Regions from separate parts of the Mus musculus genome. Here region 1 is linked to region 2. The links are chromatin contacts, called in public HiChIP or PLAC-seq maps. All regions are on one chromosome and are shown on one strand. Each heading gives the region's core, a stretch centred on a gene start, on an enhancer-like site or on the middle of the called end of the contact. The rest is flanking DNA. Distances are from core to core; before and after follow the strand shown. Region 1 overlaps D430042O09Rik (RIKEN cDNA D430042O09 gene). Region 2 holds the start of Xpo6 (exportin 6).

The links. HiChIP or PLAC-seq counts read pairs in DNA pulled down with a chosen protein or histone mark.
Region 1: a contact with region 2 is called in an H3K4me3 HiChIP or PLAC-seq map of embryonic hindbrain, with 6 times the contacts expected there. The contact joins the enhancer-like site here to the promoter of Xpo6 in region 2. A contact is called at or near these places in 4 of 39 promoter capture datasets (the 3T3-L1 cell line, the HPC-7 cell line, cranial neural crest and 1 more), 1 of 115 datasets of contacts at active chromatin or transcription factors (embryonic hindbrain) and 1 of 9 other capture datasets (macrophages).

Annotation. Positions count from the first base shown.
Region 1 is chr7:125,825,802-125,829,914 of GRCm38.p6, forward strand. It overlaps D430042O09Rik (RIKEN cDNA D430042O09 gene), which reads left to right. Exons shown (of 28, transcript NM_001081022.2): 14 at 3,928-4,065. Among named protein-coding and RNA genes, the nearest start is that of D430042O09Rik, 120 kb to the left of the region's middle. Within about 2 kb of position 1,825, at least 23 of the 459 cell types and tissues checked have an H3K27ac peak or open chromatin away from gene starts, as enhancers often do.
Region 2 is chr7:126,198,328-126,202,418 of GRCm38.p6, forward strand. Xpo6 (exportin 6) reads right to left here and starts at 2,174. Exons shown (of 24, transcript NM_001311143.2): 1 at 1,572-2,174. The coding sequence starts at 1,574.

The DNA.
Region 1 (4,113 bases), core at 575-3,074, 370 kb before region 2:
GAGACAAAGTGTGGAGCAGAGACTGAAGGAATGACCATCCAGAGACTGACCCACTTGGTGATCCATCCCATATACAATCACCAAACCCAGACACTGCTGTGGATGCCAAGTGCTTGCTGACAGGAGCCTGATATAGCAGTCTTCTGAGAGGCTCTGCCAGTTCCAGACAAATACAGAAGTATTTGCTCACAGCCATCCATTGAACGGAGCACAGGGTCCCCAATGAAGGAGCTAGAGAAAGGACCCAAGGAGTTGAAGGGGTTTGTAGCCCCATTGGAGGAACAATAATATAAACTAACCCGTACCCCCAGAGCTCCCAGGAACTACCACCAACCAAAGAGTACACATGGTGGGACTCATGGCTCCAGCTGCATATGTAGCAGAGGTTGGCCTAGTTGGTCATCAATGGGAGGAGAGTTCCTTGGTCCTGTGAAGGCTGTATGCCCCAGTGTAGGGGAATGCCAGGGCCAGGAAGTGGGAGTAGATAGGTTGGTGAGCAGGGAGGGGGGTATGGAGGAAGGAGTTTTTGAAGGGGAAACCAGGAAAGGAGATAACATTTGAAATATAAATAAAGTATCTAATAAAAAAGGAATTAAAAAAAGAAAAATTTGAATTATGGAATATGAGTTATATCTCAATTAAAGGGAAAAGAATACACAGGAATGCCATATGCTGTTGCCTAGTTTCCCCCAAAGATAACTCTCACCGTACTAATAGATAGCTTGTGTGTGTGTGTGTGTGTGTGTGTGTGTGTGTGTGTGTGTGTGTGTCCCTAGCATCTGGAGCCACTTGCCCATTCTTATCTCTAGACTCTGTGATTTCAAGAATGTTGTAATGGGGGTTGTGGTCCAGTTCAGTGGTAGATAGCTTGTATTGTGTGAGGCTCCTAGCACCGAGAAAAGAGAGAGAGAGAGAGAGAGAGAGAGAGAGAGAGAGAGAGAGAGAGAGAGAGAGAGAGAGAGAGAAGCACCAGAAAGAAAAGCTATTTTCTACAGTCTGATGCATTTGGAAGTTGGCTGGTTCCCACACAGATTGCCCTTGACATTCTTCCAAATTGTTGGGTATTTTCTTATTGGTAGCCTATTCCTTTGGAAACATGGTATTAGTTACGAGGCAGCTTGCATTTGTCTGCTGGTGGTAGGATCTGTGTTTAATCAGTGATGGGACAGAAAAGCACCTTTGGTTTTGTAGTTAGTCATCACATAGGATTCTTTTCCTGAGCTTCCATGCAGCTGGCCCGAGCTAGAGACTGGTACTGAAGCTTCTAGAAGTAGCCTTCAGCCCATGCTGGTGTAGAGGTCAGGGTGCAAATACTTCATTTCCTTGTCCTGTGGTTAGAATCATTCCAAGATATGTCCACACTGGCTCTGTTTCCATGGTGGCCTTACTCTAGGTCCGTGCAGGAATGGCTAGCTTGCTCACATACCATTCATGAGCAGCCTGCCTTCCCTCTTGGCCTAGGCTTCTAGCACTGTCTTTTAAACAAGCCACTTGCCCAGAGCTTCTTGCCTCAGGGTCTGCTACTAGAATACAAGCTGAAACAGTGCACTCAAGCTCTGTCTGGTCCCGTAAATGCTTATGATAATCACTGAGAGCAAACCTTCCCTCCAGCATGTGGGCTATGGGCATCCCAAGGCAGACCAGCGGCCACGATTCACCGTGGCCGTGGTCTTTTATCCACAGGGAGGCACAGCAGTCCACTTGCCCTGGGGTTCCACAAGGCCTCTCAGTGGAGCATGGCTAAAGGCTACCATGATACAGGGTGGGTGCTACACGTGTTCTGCCTGCTGGCCTGGCACTGGGGCATGTCAGGACTCTGCAGTTAGCTCCTGGCTTCCCACCAGGACCTCACACAGATTCTATCTAAACAGGAAATACGAGAAGGCCTGGCCACGAATGAGCCCGTGAGTTAGCCTCGGGTTAGTGCACTGGGGCTTTGAATGATACAGTGCCCCCTTAGTTCTCCTGCCCTTCCTTCTTCTGACAGAAATGAGAAGGGAAATGGACTCCTGCTCCCTTTCTGCCACAGAGGGAGGAGCTTATGATAATGAATGCTTACCTGCCAGATTTTGAGATGAGGTCTCTGAGTCCTAAACAGCTGCTAGGAACACAGAGTTCTAGCCCAGCCAAGGTGCTTCCAGAGTAAGTCAGCATCCCTTGAGCCTCCAGAGCTGTCCTTCCCTACCCAAAGCTCCAGCATCAGGAGACAAGAAGCCCTAACTGTTCTTGTGGCTGGAGCCAGGCTTCAGAACCAGCGTCACCAGCCGTCCTCCCTGCTGCCCATCGGAGGCACACTCCGAGTGATAGTCTCTAAGATAGTCTCAGTAGCAGAGTTTACAGTAAAATGTCTACCCCACCCCCAGTATTCCAAAGCCAAGATGGCTGTGGGCCAGTCAGGACCTAGAAGGGATGTGAGGGATGTAGAGAGCAGTGATTGATTAGTGAGGACTGAGGTTCTGAGAGGGGTAGCCTAGCTTAGGCAATACTGAACCCCAGACCCAGCTGTGTGGGACCTAAGCACCAAGCGTTCTGAGTTGGTAGACAATCCAGAAACCAAGCTCTGAGGGGTAAGCCACCCCATTTCTTCGTTATGGCAATGAATTGGTCCTTCTTCTCTTTCCTTTCCAATGTCTCCTGAAGCAGACAGATACCTTTTAACCAGATGCAGGTAGGCCCTTCTGTAAAGCTGAAACTAGGACAGATGCTGGGAAACCCGTGTCACTTAGCCACTAGGTTAGTCCCCACCAAGAAGCTGTGCCTAGTGCTGGCATTCAGAAATGAGTGAGACCAGGAGTCCCCTTCCAGGGCACAGCTATGACAGACACCCAGACAGTCCACGCTGACCTCAGGTACTACTGAACTGAGGCTGCTCAGGGGAGAGGCCAGGGTCACAGGGGAAGGGGAACAAGGAGCCACATGATAGCTTGTTGGACTCAGCGTGAAAGTGTAGGGAGCCTGGTCGGAGCAGAGCCAGGCAGTGCCCAGCCAGCTGCCGGGGATTGGGGGTGGGGTGTTCAGGAGCAGCTATGGTTTAAATTTTTCTTTTGTTTTAATTACATTCATTGTATGTTTGGGGCAGGGCGGGGGATCAGAGGAATAATTCTTAAGAGCTGGTTCTCTCTTTCCACCTTGTGGGTCCCAGGGATCAGACTCAGGTTGATAGCCTTGGCAACAAGTGCCTTTACCCACTGAGCCATCTCACTCGCCCAGCTGCAGTTTTTGTTCCATAGAATGTAGAAATATCCTAGGAGGTGACTGGAGCAGAAAGTCTCCTGATTTGGCTTTACCCATATGCCACCAAAGCTCTCCCATGGGAAATGGTGTTGGTGAGGATGAAGATGCCAGCAAGCACCTGGTTCTGATGCTCTGTGTCCTCCAGGGCAGCCTTGGCAACACTCTGGCTGCCCCCTGCCTCACACAAGAAATACAAACAGAAGCCCCCTGCACTTGGAAACCCTGAAAGGAGCAGCCTGCTCCATGCCATGGCCCTGTTCCAGCACATGGCTCAGACATTGCTTTTTCTCCTCTATTCTCAAATTTGAAAAATTCCATAGGGTTTGACAAAAGAAAATCAGAGGCTCTGCTTGCCAGGCTAATCAAACAGCGCCAGCAGAGGCTTTCTCTAGGCCCCCCTGGCATCCCTCCCCACACCCAGTGCCCTCCTCAAAGCCCATTAAGCTGATTAAAATAAAGCCTACTGCATTTTGAGTTCCATCTGGCTGGCAGCTTTTTGCAGGGACAGGGTTGTTGGCGCTATGAAGTGCAACTGGAAAGGGGTGAGAGCAGAGGGCAGTACTTACTATGGAGATAAGGTGGCCCCGCCCAGGCCTTAGATGTCTGCTGGTTTTAATTAGCCAGAGTCTCTGGCCTTTTGCCCTGAAGACAGGCAGAAATGTCTCTAACAGTTCCCATCCCTTGGCATTTCAGAGCAAGAAGGACCCCCCTGTGTGGACCTGCCCCTTCCACCCACCACTTCAGCTCTATTTCATTATTCACAACATGCGACAGCTTCGTGACTTCGGTCTGACCATGATCAAGGTTCGGAATTACTGGACAGCAGATGGGGTAAGTAGCAGGTCTGCCTCCTCACAGCTCACTTGGTGGTGCACACAT
Region 2 (4,091 bases), core at 924-3,423:
CGATGTAAATAAACCATGAGAGCTACACAACAGAAATGTACATGTCAGAAAACTGAAAATTAGTCTAAGTCCTTAAGTGTACCTTATCACAATTCAAAAATTCAAACTTTCAGCTGGGTACAGTGGCCCACACCTTTAATGCCAGCACTCAGGAGACAGAGACAGGCGGGTCTATGTACTGAGTGCAGAACAGCCAGAGACAACTACACAGGAAGACCCTGTCTGGGGGGAGTGGGGATATTTAAATTCAAACATTTCATAAAATTATAATGAAGGGGTGGGATTCATATATGTTTCCTATCTTTAAATTACTTTTGGAAAATTCTTGTCTGTACATTGTATAGATCAGGAAACAAACTGAAGTTCAACAAATCTGTCACCTTGTCTAGTATGTACACAAACACACACACCATATATAGCACAAATCATACCATGCTGCTCAGCTTTAATGGTGTATTTTACCCAGCTTGGTTGTAAACCCAGGAGGACAAAGTGAGTGCCTTAGAACAACCTCTTTCCACTAACCAGGACTTTATGTACCCCACCCACCCTCCCACCCCTTAAGAGTTTGACAGTCTGGTCTGATGTGTGCATTAAAAAGGTGCACCAGCCACATCTCAATACACCTCTAATCGCCAGGCAATGTGTGTGTGTGTGTGGGGGGGGGGGGGGGGGATCAGTGCTCAAACCCAGGCTGGGCACTCACTCATCATGGGCTAGATGCCAAACTGAGGCAGATAAAGAATCAGAGGACTAACTTCACCTTGCCTACTGTGATGGGCAGATAAGGCTCAGAAACATTAAAATGGCAAAAGACAAGCACTCAACCAACTGCTCTGAGTACACAAACCCCAAGGACTATGGAAAAGCTAAAAAGCCTGCAAGAAGAGGAGGTATTTTCCTTTCAGAGAGGTTTTTTTTAGTGGGACCTGAAAGTATGCATAGTTTTCCAAGGAAAAGGCCAGAGCAGAAAACAAAAAGAACAGCAACCAAGATGTCCAAAGACCCCACTGCTGACTCTGCCATCGTCTGTATCCGTAACCAGTAACCTCTACAAATACTACTTTAGATTTCTGCAAACGCAAACCTACCGCTGGACAGATGGTCTCCAAAAATCCAGCCAGTTCTATAACAGATTGCTTATGTTCAAATAGTGCTACTAACCCAAAAGAGTCAACTGACCTTGGGCAGAGTAATTAACTGCTTCTTGCCTCAAGTATCCCCCATTTCCAATCAGGGGGTTGATATACTAACAAAATACATACCACTGACTTAGCAAAGGAAATGACACACAGTATGCCATCAATAAATAAATGATACTGATAATCACGACTTGCTGCACAAGGGCACAGCCAACAGTGAGGCAGGGGGTTGTATCCGTGGCGCTACTCAAGACATCCAGTGGGGGTGGGGGTGGGGGCAATGGGAGCGTACAGCCGGTTGCACACCCTGCACGCATGTGTCACCGGCCAGGCTCGCACGCGCCTCTCCCCGCCTCAGGGAAGAAGAGATGGCTCAGCTGCTCTGAGGCCCACTGCCACCCCTCCAACCCGGTCCCTGGACCCACTCACCATGCTGGCCGGGAAGGGGATGGCTCAGGTGAGCTAGCTCTTGGGATCCGTCGTGTCCCGCTCGCACAGTTCAGGTCATGGTCCCGGCAGGCTCGGGGAGTCCCCCGCCCATGCAAAGACAACCGGTTCCCTACCCGGGCCCCGCCGGCACCTTTAAAAGGAGCACACGGGCCCCTTCGGGGACCCCCCGAAGCGATTCATCCAGACCTCGGCCCACCCCGGGGAAACGCAAAAGCAGAAAATGGGGTTCAGAGGCGGCTACACGAGGCCCCCCGCCTGGGCCCGACCCCCGAGAGGGAGGCTGCGGGCCCAGGCAGGGACTCCCCGGCCTCCGCGGCCCGAGGCGGCGACGGGCCTCAGCCGAGACTGAAGGGGCAGAGGCTGCCTGGGCCTGGGCGGCGCGGCCGGCTCAGGAGAGAGGCCCGCGGGCCCTTGCTGTCCTCGCCACCTCTGTCCTCGCGGCGGGCTCCCTCCGCATCCCTGCGCGCCACCAGTAGCCGCGGCTCGCCCCTCGCGGCCACCCTCTGCCAACAGCCCAACGCGCCGGAAGTGGCGAGCACCAGGCGGCCCCTCAGCCCGCGGCCTGCTGCGGCGCTGGAACCGGACCAATCCGGAATCAAGTGAGGGCAGAGGAGGGCGGGGCCGCACCTGACTGTTCACTGGCCCCGCCCACCACGTCCCCGCCCAAGAGGCCAGGGACCGCCGCGTTGGTAAAGGGACACGCGGCCATTTTGGTAAAGGAAAGGTTTCCCTTTCGTTTCTTTTCACTCATTCATTCCGCAAATCTTTTCTGAGCATCTTTCCGGACCCTGACACCGGACTAGAAGTTCGGCGATGCTGGTCTGTGCTCTCCTGGGATCTTATTCATTCAGTCCACAGTTCTGGGTCCTAGGACCAGAAAGTGTCACAGGATGAAATTGAAACACTTAGTGTCACGATCTAAATTGGCTTCATCCCTAATTCCAGACTCCAACACCAGGTGACTCAACACCCTCTTCTGGACTCTGGAGACACCTGCACCCATACTCACATAGCATACACATATATAGGTACACAAACATGCATGTAAATAAAATAAGTTTTTATGGGATATGGCTCAGCCTTTAAAGGTACTTGCCACTATGTCTGACAACCCAATCTAAGTTCAATCCTCAGAACCTGTACTGGTTTAAATAAGAATGCCTATCCCATATCTAAAGCTTAGTCATCAGAAGTGGCACTATTTGAAACCGATTAGAATGATTAGGTGTGGTCTTGTTGGAAAAATGTGTGTCACTCGGGGTGGGCCTTAAGAGTTCAAAAGTCACCGGGCAGTAGTGGAGCTTGCCTTTAGTCCTATCATTTGGGAGGCAGAGGCAGGCAGATTTCTGAATTCGAGGCCAGCCTGGTCTACAGAGTGAGTTCTAGGACAGCCAGGGCTACACAGAGAAACCCTGTCTCAGAAAAAAAAAAAAAAGAGTTCAAAAGCCAATGGCAGGGATGGTGAGATGGCTCAGTGGTTAAGAGCACCGACTGCTCTTCCAAAGGTCCTGAGTTCAAATCCCAGCAACCACATGGTGGCTCACAACCATCTGTAACAAAATCTGATGCCCTCTTCTGGAGTGTCTGAAGACAGCTACAGTGTACTTACATAGAATAAATAAATAAATAAATAAATAAATAAATAAATAAACATTTAAAAAAAAAGCCAATGGCAAACCCAGTCTCCTTTTGTGAATCAGATGTATCTTTTAGCTACTGTTCCAGTACCATGCATGTCGACCTGTTCCCTGCCATGATGATAGACGGACCATCTGAAACTGGAAGCAAGCCCCCAATTAAATGCTTTCTTTTACAAGAGTTGTCATGGTCATGGTATATATTCACAGCAATAAAACAGTGACTAAAACAAAACCCAATTGAAGAAGGAGAAAATAAATTACCACAAATTGTTGTCTTTTGACCACACTAGTATCATGCTTGCACAGGGACACACACACACATTAGGTCTCAGGCAGTCCACATATCCAGAATGAGCTCAAGATGGACTATAGAAGGAATTCTGGTGTTAGATAAAAGCCAGAATTCCTAGGAAACTTGTGAAACAAGTTCCTATTCCCCCAAAAGGAGTCCTTTCCCTTACTTCTGGCAGAAGGGACACCTGGCTCTCCACTGACTTATAGCTATGGCACTTATCAGCATATCCACGTGGCCTCCAGGCTGCTGAGGTCCCTATTCACAAGTACTTGTTACTCACTTCAAAGATTCCACACTAGCATCCTGACCCTTCTCACCTTCTCCCTCTACCCTAAAACTTCATGGCTGCTTCCCACCCCCACCTACGCATCCACCTTATAACTTAATGATTTTCCACCCCCTCCTCCCTGTCTCCCCAACTCTCTCCTCTCCAGATGGCCCTGCCCATCTCCTATCTACTTTTTCTCTCTGCTCTGGAATCTTTCAGGGGCCTCTGGATGTTTTCTCTCTTTTTCAAAAAAAAAAAAAAAAAGGAAAAAAAAAAGATTTATTTATTCTTATATG